Linked DNA regions of Sus scrofa: region 2 is linked to region 1. The links are chromatin contacts, called in public promoter capture Hi-C maps. All regions are on one chromosome and are shown on one strand. The core of a region is the stretch at or near the end of the contact, and the rest is flanking DNA. Distances in the headings are between cores, read along the strand shown. Region 1 holds the start of LOC100620869 (zinc finger protein 239). Region 2 holds the start of ZNF835 (zinc finger protein 835).

Region 1 (3,347 bases), core at 387-2,886:
TTTGGCTAAAGACAAAAGCAAGTGGAGGAAGTGGAGGGAAAGGACCGGCTCCCTTTCATTCTGATACACGTGTGTATTGTGAACTGACCACTGCAATGGCAACATCCATCCCCTCACAGTTACCGTTTTCATCTTGTGACGAGCTCCTTTAAGATCCAGTCTCTCAGCAGCCTTCAAATACACACACAGCAGATTGCAATGAGCTGGAGAGAGCTTACCAGGGGACCAAGGAGCTGCAAAGTATACTACTGCTTAGGAAAAGCAGTGATTTTTTTAAGGAAAAGCCCTTGAAGAGCATTGGTTGGGGGCGAGTGGGGTGGTGGAGGCTGACTTTGTCCCCCGCCCCCGCCCCGCCCCAGGAGATATTTATCAATCTCTGGGAATGATTTTGGTTATCAGGACTAGGGGGCAGGGTGGGGTGTGGCTCCTGGCAGCGGTGGGTGGAGGCCAGGGGTGCTGCTCTACACCCTACAGTACACAAGCCCCACTCCCAAATGTCAACAACGCCGAGACTGAGAAACACTGGTTCCCTTTCAGAGTTTCCTCGCTGAAAACAGCCGTCCCCTACCTTGTTCCCTGCTGTCTCCATGGCAACGGGGCATTTTGTAATGAACTGCTGAATGACTAGATGAAGGCCCAGGCGGTCAAGGGGATGCAGGGGTGCTCTTGAGACCCCATAGTGGCCTAGGTTGTCAGGCCTGAAGGTCTCCAACCAAACTGGGAATAAAAAATAACAATAAACAAAAACGAGCCAATGAATCCGGTGAAGGCTCTGAGTAGTTGCTAGAAAGCAGGCACCCAGGCACGATCATTTTCTATAGACTATTTCAAGAAAGCTTCCCAGAGAGTTTCTGCTGAGGTTCAGCGGTAAGAACCCGACTAAGTATCCAAGAGGACGCTGGTTCGATGCCTGGCCCCGCTCAGCGGGTTAAGAACCCGCCTTGCTGTGGCTGAAGCTCCGATTGGGCCCCTAGCCTGGGAACTTCCATATACTGCCGGTTGGACTCTAAGAAAAAAAAAAGCAAGCTTGCCAGATCCCAGGCCGGCAGCCCACAAACGCCCACTCCCCAAGCATCCTCCCACAACCCGCCCAAACACAAGTTCACAAGTGATGGGCGAACCTCCCCCACAAATGACCCCAAGGCCAACGAAAGGGCCCGGACACCGTGGCAAGACCAGGCAAGCAGTGCCAGAGAAAGAAAACGGGAACGCTGGATCGGGGGTCTTTCTCACTTCCACCGGCGACCTAGTTGCTCGGTGACCACTGCCTGATCTTGTTGCGGGCTCCCTGCCCCGCCGCAGCGTGCGGTACTACAACTCCCAAAAGTCTCTGCGACCATTTTCCTCCTCCCCTCCCTCCCCCTCCTTCCCGCTTCCCTAGAAAATAAGTTGGTGGAACCATTCGCCAGAGCTTTCTAGCCACGAAGTCATCCTTGAATATAAGATTTTTATCATGTTCTTCTTTTTATGGAAAAGGGCACTCTCGTTGTCTCCTCCCCTTTTAAACTACAATACCCAGAAGTCTCTGGCCCTCAGGCTGAAAGTTGCCTTGGAGACAGAGAGAGACGCCGGAAGCCAGAGAATGAGGCGGGGCCAGGGTAAAAGAAGGATTCCGATTGGTGGAGTCGTCATAGCGCTGGCTTTGAAGGACAGGTCAAGGGGTGCGCGTGCGCCGTGCGTTGGCCCAGCGCGCGTTCTCGGTCGGCCGAGTCTGGGGGTCCTCAAGCCCCCCGCGACACGACGCTGTCGCAGGTTGCGCTGGGCAAAGGCGAAGCCTGCGCAAACCAGACGCTCCGGCCGCGTTTCCTTGGCCGGAAGTGCGCGCTCCATAGAAGTGTCCCGGGAGGTAAGTGCGATCCGTAGATTCCCCAGCCCCGGTTTCTGAATCAGCTTACATGTTTCCATGGTAACAGCCCCCCCGCATGTGACATCATAGCTTCCTTTGGGAAAAGATGGGACAGATTTGAAGGGCTTGCGGATAATGAGCCGCTGCCCCCTCCAACGGGCGGCCTACCCTGTACCCCTAGTTTCTTCTGCTTTGGGCCTGTTTCCCCTGCTTTGCGAAGTGACCTTTGGAGCCCCTTCCGCCGCCCTCAGTAGCTCTTGGACCCTGGTCGAGGTACACTAGCGCTGTGCCTCAGTTTCGCCATCCGTAAAAGGAGGAGGATGCTAGAATTTGACTCCTAGAGAAGGTTGCTGTGAGGATTAAAGAGCCTTGAGATGGTGCGCCGCACACAATAGCCACTCAAGTGTTAGCGTCTCTGACTGTCATCGTGATCATTGTTCCCTTGGGTTTTGGACAGGTCCCTCCCCTGCTCTGGGGTCTCATGGTTGACTTGCAAACTGGGTGCTTTGGGGGTTGTGTGTGTGTGTCTTTCTTCAGAGCCTCACCCGTGACATATGAAAGTTCCCAGGCCAGGTGATCTAATAGGAGCTGCAGCTACCAGCCTACACCACAGCCACAGCCACGCCAGATTCCAGCTGCATCTGTGACCTACACTGCAGCTCACGTCAATGCCAAATCCTTAACCCGCTGAGCCTGAGCGAGGCCAGGGATGCAACCTGCGTCCTCATGGTTATGGCTTGAACCTAGCCAGAATCTAGATTGAGACTTGAACCCATCTGCTGGGACTCAAACCCAGCCTAAACCCAGATTGGGACCTGAACCCACAGTTTTTAAATTAGAATCACTTACCCAGTGTCTGGACTTACTGATGTTCAGTTTCTGTATGCCTCCACGCAGAATGAATTCAGCGAGACACAAACTGACAGGCAAGAAATAGATTTATTAAGATAGGATGCCTGTGGAGTTACCATCGTGGCACAAGGGAAACGAATCCGATTGGGAACCATGAGGTGTGGGTTCGATCCCTGGCCTCCCTCAGTGGGTGAAGGACCCGGCGTTGCCCTGAGCTGTGGTGTAGGTCATAGATGTGGCTTGGATCTGGCGTTGCTGTGGCTCTGGCGTAGGCCAGCAGCAACAGCTCCAATTCGAGCCCTGGCCTGGGAACCTCCATATGCCGTGGGTGCAGCCCTAAAAAGCAAAAATTAAAAATTAAAAAAAAAAAAAGACAAGAAGCCTGTGAGAGATCCATGGGGACAGGCAAGGAGGCTTTGCCCTGGGGATTAGATGGGCTACATTTTTATAATCCAGGGGGAGCGGGGAAGGGAAAAGACTGCCTCTTTCCTCTTTCTTCAAATCGTAGCTCCTCCTTGGTGTTCAGTAAGAGTATTTGACCCTGTAAGCTCAAACTAGGACTATCAAGATGCTGATTCAAATCAGCAGAAGGGTGGTCCTTAAACTCCTGCCCTTGGTCTGAACCTGAATGCAGGCCTCCCTCCATCCC
Region 2 (3,347 bases), core at 396-2,895, 350 kb after region 1:
GCGCACAGCGGGTGCAAAGGTCCTCAGGCAGGACCATCACAGGGTGAGAGAGGAAAAGCAAAGGGTCGGGGGGCTGGAGAAGAGTGACCTGGGGGGAAAGAGGGGAGATTAGGTAAGTGAGGGCCAGACCATGCAGGGTCTTTGTGCGGAGGTGAGAACTCTGCTAGTGGGAGCCAGACCGGGCCAGTCCCAGTTCTAGTGCCACCTCCACAGGCAGCCCTCAGGATTGAGTGGGGCCGGACTGCTCAGGCAGTGGTACCCACCTCGCAGGTTTGAGAGGATCAGGCCCTGTCCATGTGACTCTGGCTGTGGCCCCTGTCCTGGCAACCATGCCTCAGTGGGTCCAGTCAGCATCAGTGGGAGAAAGAAACAGGGACCCATGAAGATGCTGGGGTAGAGGCAGGTGGGTGGGTGGAATACGGACTCAGGGTATTTCCTCTGTGTGTGTGTGTGGCGGGGGGGGGGGAGGTAAGTGGATTCAGGGCGGGGTAAACCTGGGCGTGTCAGGTACACAAACAGGCCACCGAAGGGGAGACACAGACATGCTCAGTGGCAGACACACAAATGGAGTTGCACACAATGACACCATGGGGGTGGGAGTTACATCACCCCCCTCCTTGGCACTCTCATGGCCTTATACAGTCACCCATATGCTGTGGCAGTCTTCCCCACACAAGGAGGCAGGCAGTCTGGCACACCCACACAACTCCAAGCGCACCTGCCCCAGGCACACACACAACAAAGTCACACAAGCCGCTCTGCTCGACAGGCAGGCTCTGCCTGGGACATCACCCACAGTGGCAAACCCGGCCACACACACAGTCACGCAGCAGGCAGAGCTTCACACATGCCCAGAGCCACAAGTGTGCGGGGGCTCCAGACACACACACACACAGAGCAACCCCATGCTCTCAGTGTCTCTCATAAACACCCCGTGCACAGCCTTCCACATGCCGTCACACTCAGGCACACTCATACCATCCGGCACACCAGCCAATCCATCTACATTGCTGCACACCAAGAACAAGTTGCACACGTGCCCAAAATCACACATAGAGGACCCCAAATACCTAACACACACTCAAATTCATAGGCACAGGCCACCTGGGTCAGGCACGTGCAAACATACAGTGACACCTGGGTACGGACTCACACGAAGTCACAGGCACAGGTGCACGGGCTCAAAGTTCTGGAGTGATAGCTCACAGTGACGGGCGGACCTACACACACAGCGACACAGTTACACGCCCGCACCGGCACAAAGCAGTGGAGAGGCTCGAGGGGCGGGCCTCGCAAGCACAGGCACAGGGGGAGTCGAGGACGCACCTCGACACACAGACACGAGAGCACCCAGGCGCACACGCACTCACGCATGCGCACACCACACACCGGCGCGCTCGCCTCGGGGACCAGCTCCGAAGGCCGCTGGCGGCTCCCGCCGGGCCTGGTGGGCTCAGGTCGCCACAGTCTCTCGCCCTACCCGGCCCACGCGGACCCTCGGTGACCTCTCATTCTGTGGTGGTGCGGACGCGCCCGCCACTCAGGTCAAGGTGGCAGCCGTTACAGAAGAGCCCAGGCGCCAGACCGACCCAGAGAATTGCAGCCGGCTCCGGGAGCCCAAAGACTACAACTCCCAGAAGGCGCCGCGCTGCGCCTGCACAGAGACTCAGTTCCGCTGTATGGGCGTCCCTGAAACTACAACTCCCAGAAGGCCATGCGTCTGACTGGACTCTGCCTTCACGGAGCCCGGGGGAGGGCAAGGAGGTTGGGGGCGGGTCTTGGGCTGGTCTACCCCGAGCTCCGTCCACCACGCCGGGGCGCGATAGTGGGCGTGGCCAGTAATATGGAGGCGGGGCTCTTCTTCCTCAAGGAAGGGGCGGAGAGGAAGTAGGTATGAGAGACCCTTAGGATCAGAGAGGCTAAGTGAGTCACCCTGGGCCACACAGCACAGAAAGGGCCAGAGCGGGAGTTTGCAATCCTATTATACATGTATATATGCAAAGATCTTTCAACTACTCCTCAAGTGATGTAATTTCCAGACCTTTGCTGTCCAGGTCAGCCATTTTCACTCATAGTTACTCTCATGTTTATCATATTAAAATATATTCTCAAGTATAGCTTGAATCTCTATTCTTGGTAAAAAGACGTCCAAGGTTGGCAAGTAGTTGAATTGCACCTTACATGTATTTAGCCAATCCTCAGCTGAAGAACATTTATGTGACGTCCACATTCTCTTTGCGGCAAATGATGATCCTGTTGACATCTGGTTTTTCTCAGTTTTAAAAAAAGGTGATAAAATAAACAGAATCAGTCAGGGTCCTCCAGAGAAACAGAAGCAGTTGTGTGTGTGTACATCTATATCCATACACATATGTATTGATATCTATCCGTTGTCTATTATTTATCAAGAGATTGAGATTTCTTTTAAGGAATTGGCTTGCACAGTTGTGGGAATGGGTCAGTTTAGAATTTGTAGGGCTGGCCAACAGCTGGAAACACAGGGAACAGATGTGGCCGTCCTGAGACAGAATTTCTTCCCTGGGAAATCTCAGTTGTTGTTCCTAAGGCTTTCAACGGATTGGATGAGGCCCGCCCCACATTATCGAGGGTTGTCTTAAAGCAAACTGAGGTTCAGAGTGAACCTCTTTTATTAATTAATTAATTAATTAATTAATTTATCTTTTCTAGGGCTGCACCCATGGCATATGGAGGTTCCCAGGCTAGGGGTCCAATTGGAGCTGTAGCCGCCAGCCACAGCAACGCCAGATCTGAGCGGTGTGTGCAACTTACACCACAGCTCACGGCAACGCTGGATCCTTAACCCACTGAGCAAGGCCAGGGATCGAACCCGAAACCTCATGGTTCCTAGTCGGATTCGTTCACCACTGAGCCACAACGGGAACTCCGAAGTGAACCTCTTTTACAGAAGAACTTCAGAGAGACACCTGCATCTGCATTTAATTCAATCCCTGGGTACCAGAGCCTGGACAAGGTGGCACATCAAACTAACCATTTCAGGAGTCTCCTGCAACATGGGTAGAAAGGGATGTGTAGACAAATGAGAGAGCAAAACAGACAAGATCACTGTGAGCTCTCAGGATAATCAGAAAAATCATCAATCATCTCCCCCTCACTTTTTTTTTAAAGGGTACAGGCCAGATGTCACATGCACCCTGTGGTAGATGGAATGACTGGCCAATGGGGACCTGCTGTACAGCACAGGGACCTCTACCCTATATTCTGCGATAATCTATATGAGAAACGAATCTGAAAGAGAATAGATGTGTGTATATGGATCACTGAATCACTCTGTTGTACAGCAGAAATTATCACAACCTTTTAAGTCA

The links. Promoter capture Hi-C pulls out the DNA fragments that hold promoters and counts their contacts.
Region 2: a promoter capture Hi-C map of liver shows a contact between it and region 1, with 3 times the contacts expected there. The contact joins the promoter of ZNF835 here to the promoter of LOC100620869 in region 1. A contact is called at or near these places in 1 of 5 promoter capture datasets (liver) and 2 of 47 Hi-C or Micro-C datasets (embryonic fibroblasts and liver).

The regions. Positions count from the first base shown.
Region 1 is chr6:60,587,529-60,590,875 of Sscrofa11.1, forward strand. It overlaps LOC100620869 (zinc finger protein 239), which reads left to right and starts at 1,637. Exons shown (of 3, transcript XM_005664876.3): 1 at 1,637-1,846.
Region 2 is chr6:60,938,967-60,942,313 of Sscrofa11.1, forward strand. ZNF835 (zinc finger protein 835) reads right to left here and starts at 1,646. Exons shown (of 2, transcript XM_021095092.1): 1 at 1,481-1,646. The coding sequence starts at 1,512.